2 separate regions of the Hordeum vulgare genome follow, and region 1 is linked to region 2. The links are chromatin contacts, called in public Hi-C maps. All regions are on one chromosome and are shown on one strand. The core of a region is the stretch at or near the end of the contact, and the rest is flanking DNA. Distances in the headings are between cores, read along the strand shown.

Region 1 (5,464 bases), core at 462-2,961, 440 kb before region 2:
GAGGATTTTGTCTAAGGCTGTTCGCCCAGTGGTGAAGATGAAGGGATTGCAAGCTACTGTACCAACATTACATGTGAGACCCATCCGACCCACTACGAGATCATGTAAAAACAACGATTGGAAAGAGGCAAAGGTGGCAAAAGGATTAGTTTGTGATTTTAAGATTGCCTTTTAGGCGGTTTTGGAGTTCCAATGCTGGAAGAGGGTCCAACCACATTGCACTCACAATCAAATTATTGATATGATCATGACTTCGTAGTTGTAGTGTGATTCTTGCCTATTTTGATGTAAGCTCAGTTTGGTTGATTTTTAAGGCTGCTCTAATGAGACCTTTAGGCAGCTCTCTCCTGGATGATGGCATCTGAACCACATGCCCAGATTATTCTTGTACGATCTCTGTTGGCACAGTTGCTTCTATTAATCAATATCCGAGGGCAATCTCCTCTTTCTAAAAAAATGACCCACATGGTACTTTGGTAGTTTAAGGTTGAGACATGGAATTTTTATTTTTACAAAATGAACAAGACAGGCCTACAAAACGAAGAAACTATAATTTCCACTGAAACCACATTAGCTTAATCTAAATATTGTGTGGCATTGCTATAGCATAGGCAAGATGATTTGCTAATCGTAGGATCCCCTGAGATCCCTGTTCCGGTGTGGAGTGCTACGCAAGTGTGTGAGGGCACCACAGACCGCAAGGAATATTGAGATGGTGCTAAAGGGCGGATATATGATGTGAAGGCGAGTGGATACCATGGAGGCCAGGAGGGAGGAGTGGTGGTGAATGGTGCAAGTCTTAGTTATGCTATAAGCCTACAACTCATTGTTCATAGTTCTTTACATAGGAATCAACAGCCAGATTGGGCCTGGCTCCTCAGCTATAAAATTGTCCAAATTCATTTTCTCCATAAAATTAGCTAATCAGATGTTACAGTATGTTGAATAGTCAACTTGGAGCAGCTGCAAAGGGATGAAGTGGCATATCAATCATAATGTGGCACATCCATTTGCATATATAACATTAAGCTACTTCTTAGAAACATGGCATCTGCTAATAATGCAAGTCCTTCCTAGTTGCTACACTGCTACCATATCGGTGTGTCATTGTCTAGACACGACCTACAGTTATCTAAATGCATTTCAGACAACAATTTATCTCAACTAACGCAAGAATGTAACCGATGGAGGTAAGGCAAGCAGCCATGCAAGGATTGATTCGCGACGAGCGCCCGTTTCGATGGAAATGGTGACGGGCACGTCATCGTGAGAGGCAGATCGACGCGCAGGCAGGCACTTACCGGCGAACCTTGTTCCCCTGTCCGACCTGGTACATGCCCCAGGAGAAGGCGCCGAAGGTGGTGAGGAAGAGCGCGATGGCGCTGGGGCCCTTGCTGGGGATGCGGCGCGCGTAGCGCACGGGCGCGAACCCGCCGGGCGGCGGCCCGTCCTGCAGCAGCGGCATGTCCTTGACGCTCGCCATCCCCGGCTTGTTCCGCACCATAGACTCCGTCATCTTGGCTCCGATCCGGGAATCTCACCACCGGCGGGGGGCGAAGCGGCCGCGGATCTGGTGCTCCGGCGAGAGGCCGAGCGATTGGGAGCGCAGATGTCGCTAGGGTTAGTGGCGGGTCGGAGCGATTTGGGGGAACCTGGTGGTGGGAGGAATCGCCTCGTTCCAGTGACTCTGTCAGCGAGTGTGGGCAGCGGGTAAATTCGTCACTCTCCGGGGTCTATTCCGCAAGAGTTTACATGGGCCTTGGGGAGAAGCGCTGATGAGCTTTGGGCCTTGTATAACGCAAGGTGCTTAGAATATGTGTTTATAGTAAATAAACCAAGATTTGCCACACACAAAAAATAAAAAATAAACCAAGTTGTCTTAAAAAATAAAATAAGCGTCTAAGTACAAGTGTTTATTGTATGAGGAATGGTTAACTAAGCGTCTAGCCTACACAAATAGACATTAGGTGTCACAGAAAAATCAATTTATTTATCTAAACATCTTTCCTAAGCATCTTACATTGTACAATGCCTTGCTGGATCCTAATGATACCTTCGGTTTTGCCTGAGTTTCAGACGGTTTCGGACGTCCTAGAAATGGGGTTTCTATTTGGCACGCCCTCCAGCCTTCGAGCCTCCTTTGGCTATCCCATTAACGGCTTTCTTTCCCTCAGGTTTTGCAAAGGTTCTAGAACCTTGCCTGAATCGTGTTTTTTTCCTTTTGATTTTTTGCTTTCTTTTTTTTCTTTTCTTTTTCATTTCTGTTTTTCCTCTTCTTATTTTTCTTTTTCTTTCTTTCATATTTATTTTTATTTCTTTTTTCGTTTTATTTTTATTTTTGAATTTGCAGACATCATTCAAATTCGTGAACCTTTTTTGAAATCGTAAAAAGTTTTGAAATCGTAACTTATCTAAATTAAGGACATGTTTTAAAATATTTTTAACTTGATGATTTTTTGAAATTGCATACTTTTTTAATTCTCACTTTTTTGCGAATTTGTTTCCTAATTCATGAAAACAAAATGTTTCTCAAATTCAAAAAATGTTTACCAATTTAAAACAAATAACAATTCAAAAATGTTAATATAATTCAAATTGTATTCATTGAATTTATAAAGTTTTCATCAGAATTCAGAATGTGTTCATTGAATGGAATAAATGTTCATCAAATTCCAAATTTGTTCATTTATTTTCAAAAATTGTTCATAAAATTAAAAAATGGTTTCAGAATTTTTTTCATCGATGTTTCACAAAAAAAGTTCGTGAAAACATTTTTTTTCACCAAGTTCAAAAAAGTTCATCAAATTCAAAATGTGGTCATACAAAATATGTTGATCATTATTATAAAATGCCCGAAAATGAAATCATTAAAATACTGAAAATATTCATTCTTTTGAAATCATGAACATTTTTTGAATTGGAGAACTATTTTTGAATCCAGTGAACATTTTTTGAATTGGAGAACTATTTTTGAATTCAGTGAACATTTTTTTAATTTGAGAGCATTTACCATTTCCTGAACATTTTCTCAAATTTTGAAAAAAAATTGAATTCACAAACACTTCACAACTTGCAACTTTTTTGAAATCCAAAATTATTTTGAAAGGGAAAAAGTTAGAACCTAAAACGCAAAAAAAGGTGGTTCCCGCTTTCCCACCCCGCACATGGGCTAGCCCACGAGGTCCAGGTGTGGTGCGCGCTCCGTGGTTCCCTCGCTCATACAACGTCAAATCGAAGGTCCCCTATAAATTATTGTCTATAAATCAGCTAGAAAATTCTAGGCGGTTACAGATGAGGTGGAGCATAGAGCTTTTATGAAACGGATCTACGAGCAATGCTTGACACACGGGTGGTTTGTTATGGGGCCAACGGAAAGGCCAACGTGAAGGCTAAGTATTTGAAATTGGGGATGAGGTGGAGCCCATCCCACTTAAATTGTGGGTGGAGGGGGATAGTTAGATTTTTTTTTGTAAAAAACATGTAATGTCCGTGTATTATTGCGAATCTATAGTACACAAACAATCCTATTTAACAAGCCCGAATCCATGTAGTAGCTCCTAATAAAATATGTGTTTGCGTCATGCATCCGTCCTCCTTCGCCCACCCGTTGTTGTGGAGCCACACTGAAGCCAACGAGGGGAGAAGGTATCACGTCTGGGTCCTCCTCGACGTCGTGGCGCGTGATGTCGACTCCCTGAATTCACAAATGTCTCATAATTAATTTCCATAAAAATGAAAAATTCCTATTTGAAAAAACCACTAATATAGTTGACCTCTATAACAGAATATGTACTTGATTTGTGGGCAATTTGCCTATTAAGTACTTAAGATTTCCTAGTAACCCATACAATTAGAAATAAGGACTAAAAATAAGGGAAACAAGACTCGGAATAATGTGAATGTTAGCACAAGATTTAGGAAAATATATGTTAATAAAAACTTGCCTTATTACCAATGTGCCTCTGTTTATGATGTTGTCATACAATTTTTATGTGGGTGTTATAAAAATGTTGAATTTACTTCACACTTGTTTGTTTTGCCATTAGGATAAGGATAACCAGAACAGTCATCTCGTGAGGCAGCATATTGTGTGCCAACAAAAGGCCATAGGGGTTTGGGGATGTTATATTTTGATGAACAAACCATTGCTTGTTGGTGATGGAAGTTGGACTGGAGTAAAACTTACAAGTGGTGATTCACAATTGCAATTTGGTCTAGCCTTTTGAAAGTGAAAAAACCTACTTCATAATTATTGCTAGAAAAGTGGTGGGCAATGGATAAAACACTCATTGCTTTGGCAAAAGCATCTCGATTACACACATGTTTAGTTGAGTTGGGGTAGAGTCGAATATAGGAGAAAGCTTTTGGAAGATACTTTGGTTCTATCGAGGTACATAATTGAAAATTGCTCGACCATTGTTATCTTCAAATGAATGGGATGATGTCAAATGGTTTTTAACCAAAGTTGGAGAATTCTCTATGAGATCTCTGTACAAGAAAAGTGGTCATTCAGAAATCTATTTCTCCTCATAAATTCTTGTGGGAAACTAAGATTACACTGAAACTGGAGATCTTCCTTTGGACGGTATTTAGAAATAGTATCCTTACAAAGAATAATTTGATGAGGGGCTGATTGGGGGAGGAAGTTGTCAATTTTGTGATATGTAGGAAAGCATTGCTAATTTATTCTTGAATTGTTATGTTGCCAATTTCACGTGAAGTATAGGGCATGTGATTTTGATTTTAAATCTCTACCTAACGCTATGCATAATCTTATCTTGGATCCTTGAATTTCGAAGGGAGATTAAAAAAAGTTACAATTGGCCTTGCAGTTGTATGTTGGACATGGCAAAAATACATAAATGGTGCGTGCTTGTGCAAAAAGGGTCATTTTGGTCTAATATATAAGTTGGTTATTGTCTAAATGCTTCATCAATTATGGAGGAAAAACATCATTGAAGCATGGCACTAATATGGGGGTAAGGCTAGCTAGTACCAAATAAGGTTTTTCAAACGTGATTTACTTAGTTCGCGTCCTACTGCTAGAAGGATATTGGAGTGCTACTTGGTGGAGTTATATTTTAAAAGATAGCTACTACATGTAGCTGATTTACCATAAGCCTCGAGTCTGCTTTTGTTGAATGTGTTTTGATCTTTGCTTCATAGCTCTAGGTACTTCATGCTTTTATGTGGTTGTGCCATTACTTTTGTATATGATCCCATCCCTATGAAATTTCTCCATTACAAAATGGGACCTTATAGATATCTCGTAGTTTACCCATTTTGTGATAATAGACCATGAATTTTTAACTTGTATGCGAACATATGAATCACATTGACCCTTTGGTAGTCAACACATATGTGATTTCGAAATTTCCAAAATTGTATTTTGTTGGCATATGAACATGCACAATTGGACAACCATCGACACAAGATGCGGTGTCAAGTGCTTGTGCTCATTCCT
Region 2 (5,430 bases), core at 1,288-3,787:
GGACTACTTAATTCAGTCGGGGTAGACTTAAGGTCCTGTCCTTTGTGTGGGGTAGTCCTTGGGTAGGACACCTAGGGCAGGCCGATGACCCTACCCTAGGACTATGACCCCATCGCTCTCCTTATGATGGCTTCAAAGTGCGAAAATCGCCAGTGGAAGCTCCATTGTTCTTTCCCGCACATGCACCGTCTTCTACATGCTTGATCCCGCTCCAACGGATATCCTTCTTGTCCATGCTAGGTTCTTCATTCATAAGTACAACAAAAGTATCTAACTTATGCATCATCATATGTTCACGAACATTAGAATGATTTCCAAGAAACTAAAGTACCTCGTAATTCAATTAGCATGCGCAAGCTCTAGTAACTGGTCCAATATGTATAACAGTTGGGGTTGTGGGTGTAACAATGGTATTGATGTCCTCACCACTTCTTGGCGAGTGTATGCAAGTTCCTCGTACCAACATGTCCTAGCCGTCGATGCCATAGCCAGAATTCTGAAGCCTTTGCTAGAAGACATGTGGCGACTTGTGGTCTTGCAGAGAAGTCTACCATGTATATATCACCTTTTCGAAAATCTTCAAAGATGTTGGTTTCATCAAAGGCCATTAGTACAATGCATCAAAATTTGCCAAATATGACAAGCATGTCAATATCACGGAGCATTGAGATAAACATTAAGTTGTATCCAAGGGATTCGACAAGCATCACATTTTCCATGTGCCTATCCCTTGATATAGCAACTCTACCTAGTCCCAACACCTTGCTGGTGCTTTTGTCGACAAAGACGATGTGATCTTTGGTTGGAGGTCGAAGAGTTCACTCCATCAATAGGCTTCAATCACCAGTCATGCGACTAGTGCATCCACTATCCATGATCCATTCGGTTGGACTGGATTTGTCTTCCTGCATTGAGAATTAGTCTTGTTCACCAAGGCATGCCGCAACATCATGCATTGATGAAGATATTGCAGTGATAGAAATAGTAACAATGGACGACATAAATGGTAAAACCATTTGCATTTGTTTTCTTGCATCGAGACAAGAATGTTTTCGGGTCTCTAGAGATAGTATTCGAGTTAGGCTTCATTCTCTCTAGAGACCCGATGCTGCATGAAGATATTAATTCTTCTTAACCACCCACATCTTGAGGGGTGGCTTAGAAGCAATAAGATTTAAATCAGCATCAGAGAAGTTAGAAAATGTAGCCCTAATAGCACGTTTCACAGGAGGGTTCGAATACTCAAATGAATATGCAGAGAAGGTTCATGCCATATTGTTGATATTCACTAGTCTTTTGAGTCCTTCCCTACGAAACATAGTTGTTAGTGCGATCATATGAAGAATTTTGTCTCCTCGGAGACATTGATGTGGACAATGTTTTCTTCTTGAGAGATGTCGTCGTGACATTTACTGGAAGCTTCTCAGGAAGACATTTGGGAAGCCATATCCTCTTCATGGGTGAACCATTCCTGTAGTTAGTGCCAATGAACCTAACAAATATTTCACCATTTTGACATTTGAACAATTTGTAGTTGGAATCAAAGGATTCATCAATGATGATAGGATTAACACAGGTAAAGCCAGATAATATGGATGGATCAACTATGGGGCCCTTTGTAGCAACCCATGTGGTTTTGGGATACTGCTCACGCTTCCAGTAAGATCCATCAGCATTAATGTTTCTTTCGAAACCAACACCCTCTTTCCTAGGGTTTTGGTGACTACTAGATTCATTAATAGGCTCATCAATAACTTCAAATCAAGACTTTTCATTCACGCCCCACCATTGTTTCCATTTGATTGTTTGAAATTCAATATATTACCTTATTTGACATAACTCACATTGATACCATCTTCAATTGGGATATTTTATAGTAATATTTACGCTTCATCTTTAACGCAGAGAGTGGATGGACTTAACTAGCAATCTTTTATTGGCAACACAAGAACGGCGACGCGCTAATTAACCTCATCTAGGTTGATTTCTACCTACCTGGGTGGGAGCTCTTCTTCCTCTTGGGCCAAGCAACATACCTTGCCTTCAATTTCTCTCCTTGAGTATATGTAGTAAAATACTTGATAAATCATTTAGTTTCTCCACGTAAATAAGTTATAAACATGCAGATAAATGCTTGATAAAAATATAAGTACTAGAAGGCTCTAGAACTCGTCATGGACTCAAGCTTGCCATATCAATCGCAAAGTCATGTGAAATGTTGTAAAGGTCCGAGTGATCCATCATACGCATCCGATGTCATGCAGTTCGCCACAAATGTGCTCTGCTAATGCTATGCCCTCATGCATCGAAGAACATACACGTCTCGACGCCGAATGCCGCCATGAATCTACAGAAGCCTTGAAGTGTACAAGTTCAAGGTCAATTATTCCATTTCCATTCCAGCAAAAAAGAACCATTCTATTTCAAACCTTTACCGGTCCTGTGCCATCCCAGCCCATGACTGCTGCCAAAGCCCACGGATGCAGCCCGACCCAACAAAACATGCGGCACGTCACCCGGCTCTCTGAAACCAAAAAGCAGATCAGCTTCTTTTCATCCCCTTCCATCTCGCGGCGGTGGTCATCGAAGGGAAACCCTCTCCGCCCCGCTGCCCTTCCACAGCCGACCGCCACCTCCAGGGGATCCATCTCTCCTCCTCCGCCGCCGCCGCTCTACTGGACCGGACTGGCGTGGAGCAGAGATCCATCAGGCCCTGGATTTGCTTTTCCTTGCCGGTGACGAACCCTAGTCTGCTTCAGATTGCCTGGAGAGCTTGATCTGTTCCTCCCTTGGCCGTGAGCATTCTAATCCAAACGCCTTTTCTCTCTTAAATCCACAGAGTTTCCCCGTTTTTTTTTTGGCGGATTCGTTTGCTGCTAGGTAGCGTAGCGATAGCAGTCTGTTTCCCACGAAATTTAGGGTTCGAACTGACCCCAATGCTCCTCGTTCCGTCCGCCCTTGACGCCGACGCGCTAATGCTCTGGCTTCTGTTGTTTCCGCAGGAGGGAGAGCAACCCGTGGCTTCGCTTGGCGCTCAGTTTGATGGTACAATGAGCAGGCACAACACCCGCAATAAGAACAAGAGGCCACGCGCCGATGAGTCTGCCAGCCCGTCTTATGCTGCTCTCAAGTATGTATACAATTGCCTTTCCCCATTGTTGGGAGCCGGAGATTTGACAGGGTGAAGGGTGAGGTTTCAATGTGTTTCTGTTGCTGAATGTTTTTTGCTTGGGGTGCTGCCTGTGCTATGCAGGAGGATACATTCCACTGGCACCATCACGCAAGATGATATTAGGCAACTTTACAGTATCTGGAAGCCGGTTTGCCAGGGTTGCCATGGGAACACCAAGGACTCACCCAATTGTTTCTGCGGGTTGATCCCCACCACCGGTGGGGCGAGGAAGACAGGCCTCTGGCAGAAAAATGGCGAGCATGTCGGTGGCCTCGGTCCTGACCCATCCAAGGATCTCCGTGCTTCAACCGAGACACCTGCTGGATTGACTAATCTGGGCGCGACATGTTACGCCAACAGCATACTTCAGTGCCTCTACATGAACACTTCCTTCCGTTCAGGCATTTTCTCTCTAGAGCCAGACATCTTGAAGAAGCAACCTGTTCTCGATCAGCTGGCTCGATTATTTGCGCAGCTACACTCCAGCAAACTATCTTTCATTGATTCTGCACCTTTCATCAAGACCTTAGAACTAGACAACGGTGTCCAGCAGGACAGTCATGAATTTCTCACCTTGTTTTTGTCTCTGCTTGAGCGTTCGTTAAGTTACTCCAAGGTCGCTGTTGCGAAAACTATTGTGCAAGATTTATTTCGCGGGAGTGTGTCACATGTGACTCGGTAGGTAAATGCCTAAATTGGTGCTTTTCTCAAGATTTATTTTGGAAATTGGTAGGAGCTGAACTTTAAGTTTGTAGAAGGTTTATCTTCCCAATATTATCACATCGTGTTTGCCTTGTGGGCTTCTGTTTGCTCGCATACACTGTTTTTTATTGTCTTGTGATGTTCAGCCGCTACAGAATTACTATAAAAATATCTTTGTTTGTGATTATAATAACAAGCTGGTTATCTTGTCAAACAGCAACAAAATACCAGTTAGCTGGATATGATTTTTTTTTGAACTTGAGAGTCATGTTTTGCTGGATCTTGTACTTAGGTCAAGCTATGTGCTCAGGTACATATCTTTGATTTTATAATTGGATTGACTACTGAGATACTTAGTTAGGAAGAGATAAAGTAAACACCTGCTTCCAGGTACCAAGATCTTTGCTTTCTGTGTGCCATATTGCTATAGTGCATTCACAATTTCTAATCCACACAGCTTGCGCATACCAAAGTGAATGACAATATGATATGTTTGTTCATTTGTACTCGTTAATTTTGTGGAGGACTGATGTTAGTTATCATATGCTTAAGGTGTTCATCATGTGGAAGGGATTCTGATGCATCTTCAAAAATGGAAGACTTCTATGAACTGGAGCTGAACATTAAAGGTTTAAGTAATTTAGAGGAAAGTCTGGATGACTATTTGAGTGTGGAGGCACTGAATGGGGAGAACCAATATTCCTGTGAGTCATGTCAGAAAAGGGTAGACGCCACCCGTTGTATAAAACTTCGCTCGCTTCCTCCTGTCGTTAATTTTCAGCTCAAGCGATATGTATTCCTACCAAAGGTGCTTACTTTGATCCAAAGCTCGTTCATAGTTTTGTTGCTATCTGTTGCTCCTGCTTCTGTCTTGTGTGTGATTTCTCTATTTGTGTGGAATAAACATATTAATTTATTTCCTCCACAGACAACAACGAAGAAAAAGATATCTTCATCATTCAGTTTTCCGGGACAGCTAGATATGGGGAAGCGGTTGTCAGACCCTTCATCTAACTACACTTATGACCTGGCTGCTATTTTGATTCATAAGGGTAGTGCTGCTAATAGTGGTCACTATGTGGCACATATAAAGGATGAAAGCAATGGTCACTGGTGGGAGTTTGATGATGAGTGTGTATCCAGCCTTGGTTTTCACCCTTTTGGTGAAAAACCAGGCAAGTCATCTGATAAAGCTGATCAGAAATCTCAAGGTACTTCTACTGAAGGTTCTGTGGCAAATGGTAATAACAGTAGCCATCACGAGGCTGCACCGACTTCTAATATGGGAGAGATGTTCTCTTCCACTGATGCTTACATGCTGATGTACAAACGTTCCAGCAAGGATGAGAATGGTATTAAAAGCAATAATATTGTGGAAGCCAGTAATAGTTCACTTCCACGCCATCTAATGGATGAGATTGATGCATTGAATGCATCATGTGTAAAGGAATGTAGCGAGTACCAAAATAAAAAAGATAACCTTTTGGCTTCCATACATGAAAGGCGCCAAGAAGTAAAATCTGTTATCACAGAAGTACCTGCTGCTCCAGACGATG

The links. A called contact is a pair of places that touch in the nucleus more often than the background predicts.
Region 1: a Hi-C map of leaf shows a contact between it and region 2, with 3 times the contacts expected there. The contact joins the promoter of LOC123449458 here to the promoter of LOC123449452 in region 2. A contact is called at or near these places in 2 of 6 Hi-C or Micro-C datasets (leaf and seedling).

What each region holds. Positions count from the first base shown.
Region 1 is chr4H:552,154,528-552,159,991 of MorexV3_pseudomolecules_assembly, reverse strand. It overlaps LOC123449458 (NADH dehydrogenase [ubiquinone] 1 alpha subcomplex subunit 13-B), which reads right to left and starts at 1,711. Exons shown (of 3, transcript XM_045126695.1): 1 at 1,302-1,711. The coding sequence starts at 1,516.
Region 2 is chr4H:551,711,583-551,717,012 of MorexV3_pseudomolecules_assembly, reverse strand. It overlaps LOC123449452 (ubiquitin carboxyl-terminal hydrolase 26), which reads left to right and starts at 2,537. Exons shown (of 15, transcript XM_045126687.1): 1 at 2,537-2,795; 2 at 3,003-3,130; 3 at 3,254-3,850; 4 at 4,427-4,682; 5 at 4,803-5,430. The coding sequence starts at 3,051.